Linked DNA regions of Mus musculus: region 1 is linked to region 2. A link is a contact called in public Hi-C data. All regions are on one chromosome and are shown on one strand. Each heading gives the region's core, a stretch centred on a gene start, on an enhancer-like site or on the middle of the called end of the contact. The rest is flanking DNA. Distances are from core to core; before and after follow the strand shown.

What was found. A called contact is a pair of places that touch in the nucleus more often than the background predicts.
Region 1: a Hi-C map of uterus shows a contact between it and region 2, with 2.8 times the contacts expected there. The contact joins two enhancer-like sites. A contact is called at or near these places in 9 of 39 promoter capture datasets (the 3T3-L1 cell line, 3T3-L1-derived adipocytes, the C10 cell line and 6 more), 16 of 484 Hi-C or Micro-C datasets (the 3T3-L1 cell line, 3T3-L1-derived adipocytes, 8-cell embryo and 10 more), 6 of 115 datasets of contacts at active chromatin or transcription factors (Th2 cells, embryonic stem cells, extraembryonic endoderm stem cells and 3 more) and 5 of 9 other capture datasets (adipose tissue, embryonic stem cells, liver and 2 more).

The regions. Positions count from the first base shown.
Region 1 is chr11:80,794,283-80,798,792 of GRCm38.p6, forward strand. No RefSeq gene overlaps it. Among named protein-coding and RNA genes, the nearest start is that of Tmem98, 14 kb to the right of the region's middle. Within about 2 kb of position 1,634, at least 5 of the 459 cell types and tissues checked have an H3K27ac peak or open chromatin away from gene starts, as enhancers often do. A contact at or near this core is called in uterus, where this site is marked.
Region 2 is chr11:80,708,830-80,713,791 of GRCm38.p6, forward strand. All of the region lies in intron 1 of Myo1d (myosin ID), which reads right to left. Among named protein-coding and RNA genes, the nearest start is that of Gm31042, 13 kb to the right of the region's middle. Within about 2 kb of position 2,747, at least 42 of the 459 cell types and tissues checked have an H3K27ac peak or open chromatin away from gene starts, as enhancers often do. A contact at or near this core is called in uterus, where this site is marked.

The sequences.
Region 1 (4,510 bases), core at 384-2,883, 84 kb after region 2:
CATATAATAAGGAGCCTTGGCCTATTTGTAAATGTGTGGGTCTGGCACACCTCATATCTCTAAAGACTTGGTTCTGAGCCTGGGGCTAGCCTCTTTAGGTGGTATGAGAATTAAAAAAGATAATGTATAGGTCAATGTGAACTCAGATACAAACTATATTAGGAGGGCGTATGTCAGTTCACCGTTTGAGGGGATAGGCCTTCGTGTCCAGGAAGGGCATGGTGATAATGGGGTGGCTCTAACCATGGTGTCTGGAGCTTGAGGCAGCTGATTACAATGAGTCCAGAGTCACAAGATAGAGAAAGATATGTCTGCATGACTCTTCTTTTCATTCAGACCGGACCCCCTGAATAGTCAGGGCTGGCCTTCCCTCAGCTAAGTATTTCTAGAAATACCTTTCTAGATCTACTCAGAGGTATGTTTCCATGGTGACTCTAAATGCAGTCAGTCAAGTTGAAAATGAGAAACTGGGCTGGTAGGATGGCTCAATGGGTAAAGGTGTTTCCCTGCCAATATATGACCTGAATTCAAACCCTAGGACCCATGTGGTAGGAGAGAATTGGTGGATGAAGGTTGTCCTCAGATCCCCCATAAATAAATGAATGCAATTTTAAAAACACTTTTAAGGGGTTGGGCACATGACTCAGAGGTTAAGAGCACTTACAGTTCATGAAGAAGACCAGAGTTCAGGTCCTAGCACTAACATGGTGGCTCATTTTCACCTGTAATGATAGTTCTTGGGTTCTGATGACCTCTTCTGGTCCCCAAGGGCTCCTGAATGCATGTGGTATATATAAAATCAGAAAGGCATACACACACACACACACACACACACACACGCACATGCATACACACTCCATATATATTTTAAAAATTTTAACATTAAGATTAAAAGATTGGAACAATTAATAAAAAAAGAAAACGAGAAACCATGAGGTCTCTTTTGCATATGAGTTTTGATCTGTCAGTATGAAGGAGGGTTGAGAAATTATTTTAAATTATTAGTATGAGGGGATTCTCTAAATGCTGCTTCCAGGCTTTTTTCATAGAAAGAAAGAAAGAGAAGAGAAGAGAAGAGAAGAGAAGAGAAGAGAAGAGAAGAGAAGAGAAGAGAAGAGAAAAACTGAGAGTGAGAAGATGTAAGTCATATTTACAACACAAGTATTACAGGCTCCAGGAACAGAGTGAGGTGACCTCAGTGGATGTAGGGACACCATAAGGCAAGTGGGACACAATAACCCGAGGTGGCACTCAAGCAGGAAGCGCTAAAGGACAGGCAGGATTGAAAGTGGAGTTGGTGAGGGAGGGAGGGAAACAGCGAAATCCAGCGGAGGAAGAACAGTTTCCCACTTGGCTGCAGACCAAGGCCGTGAAACTTACAAGGAAGTTTCAGAAGAAAAGTTGGCTGGCAACCGAGAAACGTTAAAGTAAAATGTCCCCAAACACAAAATATAAAGTGCAAAGTGTTCTCTAAACAAAAAAGTAGTCGTCTTTGTCTTTGGAGGTGTCAGATGTTAACTCTGCTTCTCTTTGGAAAAGCCCAGGTATGAAAGTTGAAGCAACCAGAGTTGTGTCTATATCTTCAAAACAGGGGTGGGGTTAATTGTTCTCCTCAGTGGCAGGCTCTTTCTCTCCCCACCTCTTCCTTTTCTCAGGAGGCCTCCACCTTGTTGTCCTTTTGGGTGGTTTGAGTCGTTCTGCGTCTGTCTCACCCCCATGCCATTTCTCTCCTAAAGCAACCCAGCTTCAGTGGGTACTCCAGGATCTTGGATGTACTGGGCTGCCTGGATAATTGGGACCTGGACTGGAGGAGTCTGAAGGCATTTAGAGCATCTTTGTACAACTTCAGAAGAGCTTTTTTTTTTTTTTTAAATTCGAGACAGGGTTTCTCTGTATAGCCCTGGCTGTCCTGGAACTCACTCTGTAGACCAGGCTAGCCTTGAACTCGGAAATCTGCCTGCCTCTGCCTCCTGAGTGTTGGGATTAAAGGCGTGCGCCACCACACCCAGCTTCAGAAGAGCTTTTGAGTAAATGTGGTTGCCCTGAATGGCCCTGAAGTTGAAGTGACCACGGTTGTCCAAACCAAACCAAACCAAACCAAACCAAACCAAACCAAACCAAACCAATCCAAACCACCACCACCACCACCACCACCAACAACAACAACAACAACAACAACACCTTGGCTATGTCTGAGGGCTGGGCTGGAGGATAAGTATCTGAAAAAAACACCTGTAGTATTGGGAATTTATATGCTGCTCACTCGTCCTCAGGTGCCCGTGCCTAGCCCTTGTTGTCTATTGTAAAATCATTTAAACACACCCGTGCACAGTGGCTCAACTATGGCTTTTTAATTTCTGTGTTTCTCAGCTGCTTTGAGGTAGCCCACTCTTTTTTCTTTTCTTCTTCTTCTTCTCTCTTTCTTTCTTTTTTCTTTGAGTTTACACTTCAGTGGAAAACAGGGAGTCCCACCACCTTGCTCTAGACATGGGGGTGGAAACTAGTTCCCTGGACCAGTGGCAATCACTGGGGGTGGGGTGGGGAGAAGACCTTTACTGGGTTGAATCCAAGGATAGGATCACTAGACTGGAAAGAGTCTCCCCGGGGGCTTGTGGTGTGGTGTAGTGAAGACCGCTGCTTTCTAGGCTTGTGGCCTATTGTCCTAGAACCCCTCCCCCAAACTCTGTCTTTTGCCACAATCTTCCTTTTTACTATAATTCAGTAGATCTCCTGTTGGAGCCCTTAGGAGTGTCTAAAGGAACACCATTTAGACTCCTGGGGGAAGAGAAGGATGGGTATTTAAGCATCTCTACCATGATACATAGGAATTTTAGAAAGGACGGGGTGTTTTGCTCAGACTGGTGGCATTGGTTGTCGAGGTGGCACTTACATAGAAGAGCAATGTATGAGAAGGTAAAAGCTAGTCTCAACTGTGGAGAAAGCAAAACAATTATAATAGTATGCTAATGCATACACAGGACACATGGGGTCACACAGGATGCTCGGTGGGAAGAAGGAGAAGGTGCTAGTACCGGAAGGGATGAGAAAACCTCCTGAGCGAAGGTTCCCAGGCAGGGAGGCAGGATGGCTCTTGGCCTTTTAAAGTGAAGCCAGAGCAGCTGCTCCAGTAAGCAAGGAGGAAGCTTGGTGGGAGACAGGCTGGAGGAAAAGGCCAGGACAGAGCCTCCAGGGTGTGCTTTTTCTCCTAAATACAGAGAGGAGCTGCCGAGGAATTTTACTCAGGGAACTGACATCTTTGGCTTTCTGGTTTGGCTTTGTATTTTAGTTGACTCTCGACCTGCGATAAACTATCCCGTACTCCTCAGAGGTTTGTGTGTGCCTGCGTACTCAGTCTAACAGCATGCGCTCACCACGGACCTAATTTCTCATAGACCGTTGTGGCTGGAGTGTTGAGAATGGATGAAGAGTGTGAGGGGACAGGAAAGATGAGTTTAAACTGTTTCTCATTTCTTTGGTTGAGCAGTGGTGCTAGCCAGGACCTCTGTGGGGTTGCCCAGGGGTCAGAGGTCAGGGAGGAAGGGAAATGGATGTTGGAGCTAAAAACAAGTAGCTTTGCTCTCGGTGTGCATGGGGGCAGTGAAGGATGAGGTACGGATTTCTGTGTGTGGGGCGTGATCAGTGCGGCTGACCGTGGTCCCCTCTAGAGAGAGAGTCGGCTACATGAAGAACAGGCTTTCCAGGAGAGTGAGGAATGGAATATTCCATCCTGGACCTATTAATGTTTAAATACCTGTGAAAGATGCAGGTGGAGTCGTTGAATAGATAGGAGTGGGCCAAAGATGCACAGCTGAGAGGCAGCTGCTCAGACAGCGGTATCAGCAGCTTGGATGGAGTTGTTCAGGAAAACGGGGTAACACAGAAACAGAGGAACGAGCCAGGATGGGAATAGAAATCTATAAAAATTTAGAATCAGAGTGGAGGAGCCAACAGAAGGAATCTTAACACTGTTGTGACCAAAATACCTTTCAGAAATAAAAGAGAAGTGGTTTAGTGGGTCATAGTTCCAGAAAATATTGTTCATCAGTGCGGGGGAGGAGGAGGAAGACATGGTGGAGTTCGAACCTGTGGGAGGCAGGAAATAGAGAGCATGTCCAGACTTAGGGACCAGATAGACTTCCTGCCCCTAGGGATCTACTTCTGCCAGCGGGACTCCAACTGCCTGATGTTTCTATAGCTTCTCCAAACACTGCTACCAGCTGGGGAGCAAGCATTTAAACCATGAGTCAGTGGGGGAACACTTTAGATTCAAATATAACCAAGGTGAAAAAAAAATCCAAGAACACCGCGAGGGCTTTAAAAAAGAGAATTCCTGTCTGCTGTGCACCAAGAATAGGAAGGCATAAAAGAAGACTGTTTCCCCGTCTGGTGTGCACAATCAAGGTATGTGCGGAGAAGGTTGAAAGATATTTGTATCTGTTGCATCTGGTGGTACGGAGGGTACTGTGACCTTGAAAAGTCACCCCAGTGTGGCAAGGAAAGTAGAGTTAGT
Region 2 (4,962 bases), core at 1,497-3,996:
CAAACTAAAAACAGATCAAATAGACCAGGAAATGGAAAAAACAAATAATTTCTCCCACTTTTTCTTAGTTCTTCTAGAGGAAATCAAATCTTTTTTATTGTTAGGTTAAATTGAGGAAGGGATTTCTGTAGGTGGGTCAGCAGCCAGCTGAAGACAAATACTATACAGCGTTAGCTTTTTGTTGCAGTGCCCTTGTACAGGAGCTTTCTGAGCTAAGAGGAAAACTCAACCTTGCTCACCAAAGCCATGGCCGGCATCTTTAATGCCTATTAACACGACATTACACAAAGGGAGAGTGCAGGACTACATATAAATAGCATTAGTTTCAAATCTTTAAACAAGTCCTACCAGCCTCTGTGAATAACAATTAAAACTAGACAACGACTGAATGACTAAAAGTTTTAGCATCCTTATTTTTAAAGCTCAGGAAATAGTCTGTCTTAAGTTTTTGCTTATATAATTCCTCTAAGTTTAAAAAGTCAAGGGTTTGGCCAGTGTATCTGGCAGAGCCAGGCTGAGAATTCGGCTGGCTCACTGCGTATGTGGCGAGGCCAGAGTGAGGATTCCATCACTGCACTGGGGTGTCCAGCAGGCCCAGGGTCTAGGCTGTGGTCTGTATGCATGCTGGGGAAATTAGTTACATAAAGGAAGACTGAGTAAAGAAAATGTTGAGGATAATGGAAGCCAGGCTTTGTTACTCCATACTGCAGAAGAAAATTACAGACATGGGAGAGTAAAGAATTCATATGATACTGGAATGAAATGTGAGATGCTACTAGATGTTTAATGTAGACAAACATCTCATGATCTCATGATATTCAGAGGACCTCCAAAAACACTGGATATCCGAATTCAAAGATGCTCACATTCTTATACAAAATGGTATATGTAATGCATAGCCAATGAATATGTTTCCATATACCTTAAGTCATCTTTATATTACTTATAATAACTAATATAATGCCAACAACCACTTCATTTGCATAGGTTCGGTATGATACACTATAAACTCAAGTTTTGTATTTTGGCGCTTTCTGAGCCATCTTATTTTTCAAATATTTTCCATTTGCAGTTGGTTGAATCTACCCACAGACAAAGAAAGCTGACCATGCATGAATACACCCTGCCCATTCTCCAGTTCTGTTTGATGAGGAGCCTAAGGGTAGTAACATGCCAAGGACAATCACACCTACCACTCAGGTCCTTATTTCCACTAAGCTACACCCATCCATAGCTCTATTAATTTTTGTTCTCAGTCTTGTGAGTATGGTCTATAGACTTTATGCTGAGTAACCTTAAAGGACACACACAAGCACTGATTATAAGGGAGTAAGACTAAACAGCAGTGAACAGGCAATGCTGGTCATCATATGTAAAGAAACAGCTTCTGTCCTGTGGACAGTCTGGTCACTTGTTAAACATCTAATATGTGGGTACCTCTGCATCCCTCCCATACAGACTTTGCTAATAAGGTCCTTCTTCCGCTGTGTACTAGAACGGTGTACTAATAACTGGAGGCAGACACAAATGGTTTCAGTTGTTGTGCACAGAAAAATATTTCTCAAAGTTTTAAATGAGCAACGCAATTCTCTATTCTTACAATGCTGGGGTCAAAAGTTCAAAACCAAGTGTTAGCAGTGCCTGCGCTACTTATCAAGGCTGCATGATAACATCCATCCTGCCTTTCCTAGGTCCTAACAGCCACCTGCATTGCAGGTTTGTGGTCCCTTCTCCATTCCTCTCCTCTGTCCTCTGGTTTTCCTGACTATCCCTAAACTTTATTCTTAGTATAAGGTATTGGAAAATACTTTTTCCTGGGGGAAAAACACGGTAATCAAGTAGTCTGGTATTGTTCCTTTCCTCAAATTCTGTTTAAAATATAAAAAGATCATTTAGAGAAGAAAAGTCTTTCTCATTGTTGATAATCTGTGTCAGGAGTTAGCTTTGAGTTTAAAAAAAAAACAACTTTCACATTTATAAAATCTCAAACTTAAAACCTGTAAGAAAAACTTTAAGAAATAAATTCCCAAGTATTCTTCACTCTGATGATTCTGCCCATTGTGTTTTCATGAACACTGCTATCACATATTTGTGTACACATCCATATAAGCACAAATAAAAATCATTATAATATATTGCAAAAATAGACTAATTGACTTCAACAATAGAATTTATATATCATGGTATTCTTCAAATGATGCATAGTTCTAGTTACAAAAGATAACAGGTATTGCAAACCCCAAATGTTTTGGTTTTGCTTGCTTTTTAATTGTTGGGTATATCATATTATTACATGTTAATCTAATTATCAAGCAGAGATACCTGGGAGAGTCAGACAGGTAAGTGAGAGACAGGAAGTATGTCATGTGGGGCATGGTGGAGACCTGGACCAGCATGTTCCCTGCAGGAAGGAAGCAGCAAGGTTTACTGGCAGATGGCTCTTATTCTAAAACACATGAGTTGTGCCAGAAATTCTGATTTTTTAAAGAGAAGCTGAAAGCATGTATCTTTTAAAGGGATATTATTTGGTCTGAAACTGAAACTGAAGTTTAAATAATAGAAAGCTGGCTTAAGGGAAAGAAGGCCAGCTTGCATACAGGCCAGCACACCACAGCTAACAGGTGTAATAACAGTCCCCATTTAATTCGTGGCTGTGACTCATCTGAGTTCCACGCGTAAATAGGTGATACACAGTGTGCAAAACAATGAGAAAATGACCCTGCCCCAAGGATCCTGAGTCAATTCTCCTGCAAAGGAAGTGATGCAACAGCGATGACGACACTCTGCTGCTGTGACTGATGGAGTTCACACAGCAAAACAACATCTGCAAAACAGAGCTCTTAAAGGAACCTTCCAGGCGATTCCTGCTTATAAAGAATCTGTTTCAAAGTAATTACTAAGAAGTTTGTAATGGTTCAAAAGAACAAAGACTTTTGGGTCTGGGGTTTTTTTTGTTTGTTTGTTTGTTTTAAAGATAAGAAAACAAGGCACTGGAGAGATGGTTCAGCAGTTAAGAGGACTTTGTGCTTCTGAAGAGGACTTGAGTTCAGTTCCCAGCACTTACGCTAGGTCCCATGGCTTCCCAGAGATTCAGTCCAGGGGATCCTGGACTCTCAAGTGCACATACCCACCCACCACAGCCCAATACACAGAAACACAATTATGATGAAAATAAATCTTTAAAAAGAAGACAAGGCTTTGCATTCCAAGGCCGACTATCAGATTCGTGTAGCAATACTTGCATTTATACATTGCGTACTAGCTACTACGACTACTGTTTACTCAAAAATACAGTTACTAATACAATTGATTCAACTTATATTTTTAAACACTTTTAAAAAGTGTTTTTGTAACACTTTAAAGTCTTTTCCATAAGGGTTTTCTTGGTTCTGTTGGCCTTAAGTCATTTCCCTCCTCCACTGGCCTTTCAGGACAATTACTGCCTCTAGCTTATCTGCCAATTAAGTGTCTCACAAAGTTCTTCCACTGCTCTTTTAAGCTAGTGTTTCTACATTTGTTTACAGTACGTTCTGCAATTGCTATTAAAACAGCATTACTTCAGGTGTTGTGTCTGAAGCTGTCACTTGGTCTGTGAAGCGAAAGGACAATGTTTACAGAACTGTACACAATTTAACATTGCAATGATAGCCAAGGGTGAGATTTAGTGGACTTACATTGTTCAACAAAGTACAGATCAGTTAGGATTCTCTCACACACAGGCTGAGACTGCATGAGGAAGTGGTGTAGACCTAGTAATTAGCCGTGTACAGTAGCACCAGGTTACAAAGAATAATATTTAAGGGTACAGTGGCAACTCTGGCTCAAAAACATACATATCAGACATCATAAGCATTCTATTTGCAATGATTGTTTGTTATGCTTATAGTCACTGTTAATCAGTGTCTCTGCATATTACTGTAATATTATTAGCTAAGTTAGATGCCTGCACTGAATGTATACCCCTGGATTCAAACAGGAAAACACAACCTGCAGTGCAAAGGTATTTCACCTGGGGAAGTGAGTAGGCTATGAGTGTTCCCCTGGGAATGGGAAAAGAGCCCTGAGGAAGTGAGGCCCATGTGAAGACACAGCAAGAGGTCAGCTTCTTCAAGGGGGCAGGTCTTAAAGAGATACTGAGCCTACTTGATCTAGATCTTGGTCTTGATCCTAAACTTTCTAGCTTCCAGAGTCCTTCAGGGTAAATTTTAGTTGTCTATAAAACACCCAATTTAGCCGGGCATGGTGGTACACGCTTTTAGTCCCAGCACTCGGGAGGCAGAGGCAGGTGGATTTCTGAGTTCGAGGCCAGCCTGGTCTACAAAGTGAGTTCCAGGACAGCCAGGGCTATACAGAGAAACCCTGCCTCGAAAACAAACAAACAAACAAACAAACAAAAACCAAAAAACTCCACCCAATTTGGGGCATTATGTTGGAGAGAGAGAGAGAGAGAGAGAGAGAGAGAGAGAGAGAGAGAGAGAGATATGTACGCAGGCACACATGCACCACAATGTGCATGAGGACATCAGAGGACAACTTCCTGGAGCTGGATCTTGCCTTCTACATGGCTGAGGCAGGGTCTCCCTTGTTCCTGTTTCTGTGTTGCATCCTCCTTAGAATTCTGGGCAATTCTGTCTCCATCTTTCACCTCACTGTAGTTGTGCTGGGAGAAGAGATGCATGCCACTGTGCCCCACTTTGTATGTGGGTTCTGAGACTCCAACCAAGTTGTCAAGCTTGCAGAGCAGTGCCTTTATCCACTAAGCCATTTCCCCAGCTCCCCCACCTTCTTTTTGAGAGTGGCATTCCCTGTTACAGCCAGCCTGGCTAGCCAGTAAGCCTCTGGGGTCTGCCTGTTTCTGTCCACTCAACCAAATGCCTCACCTAGCTTTTACATGGGTGCTGGGGTCTGAACTCAGGTCCTTATGTTTGTATAGCAAGCATTTTACCTCCTAGCCATCACTTC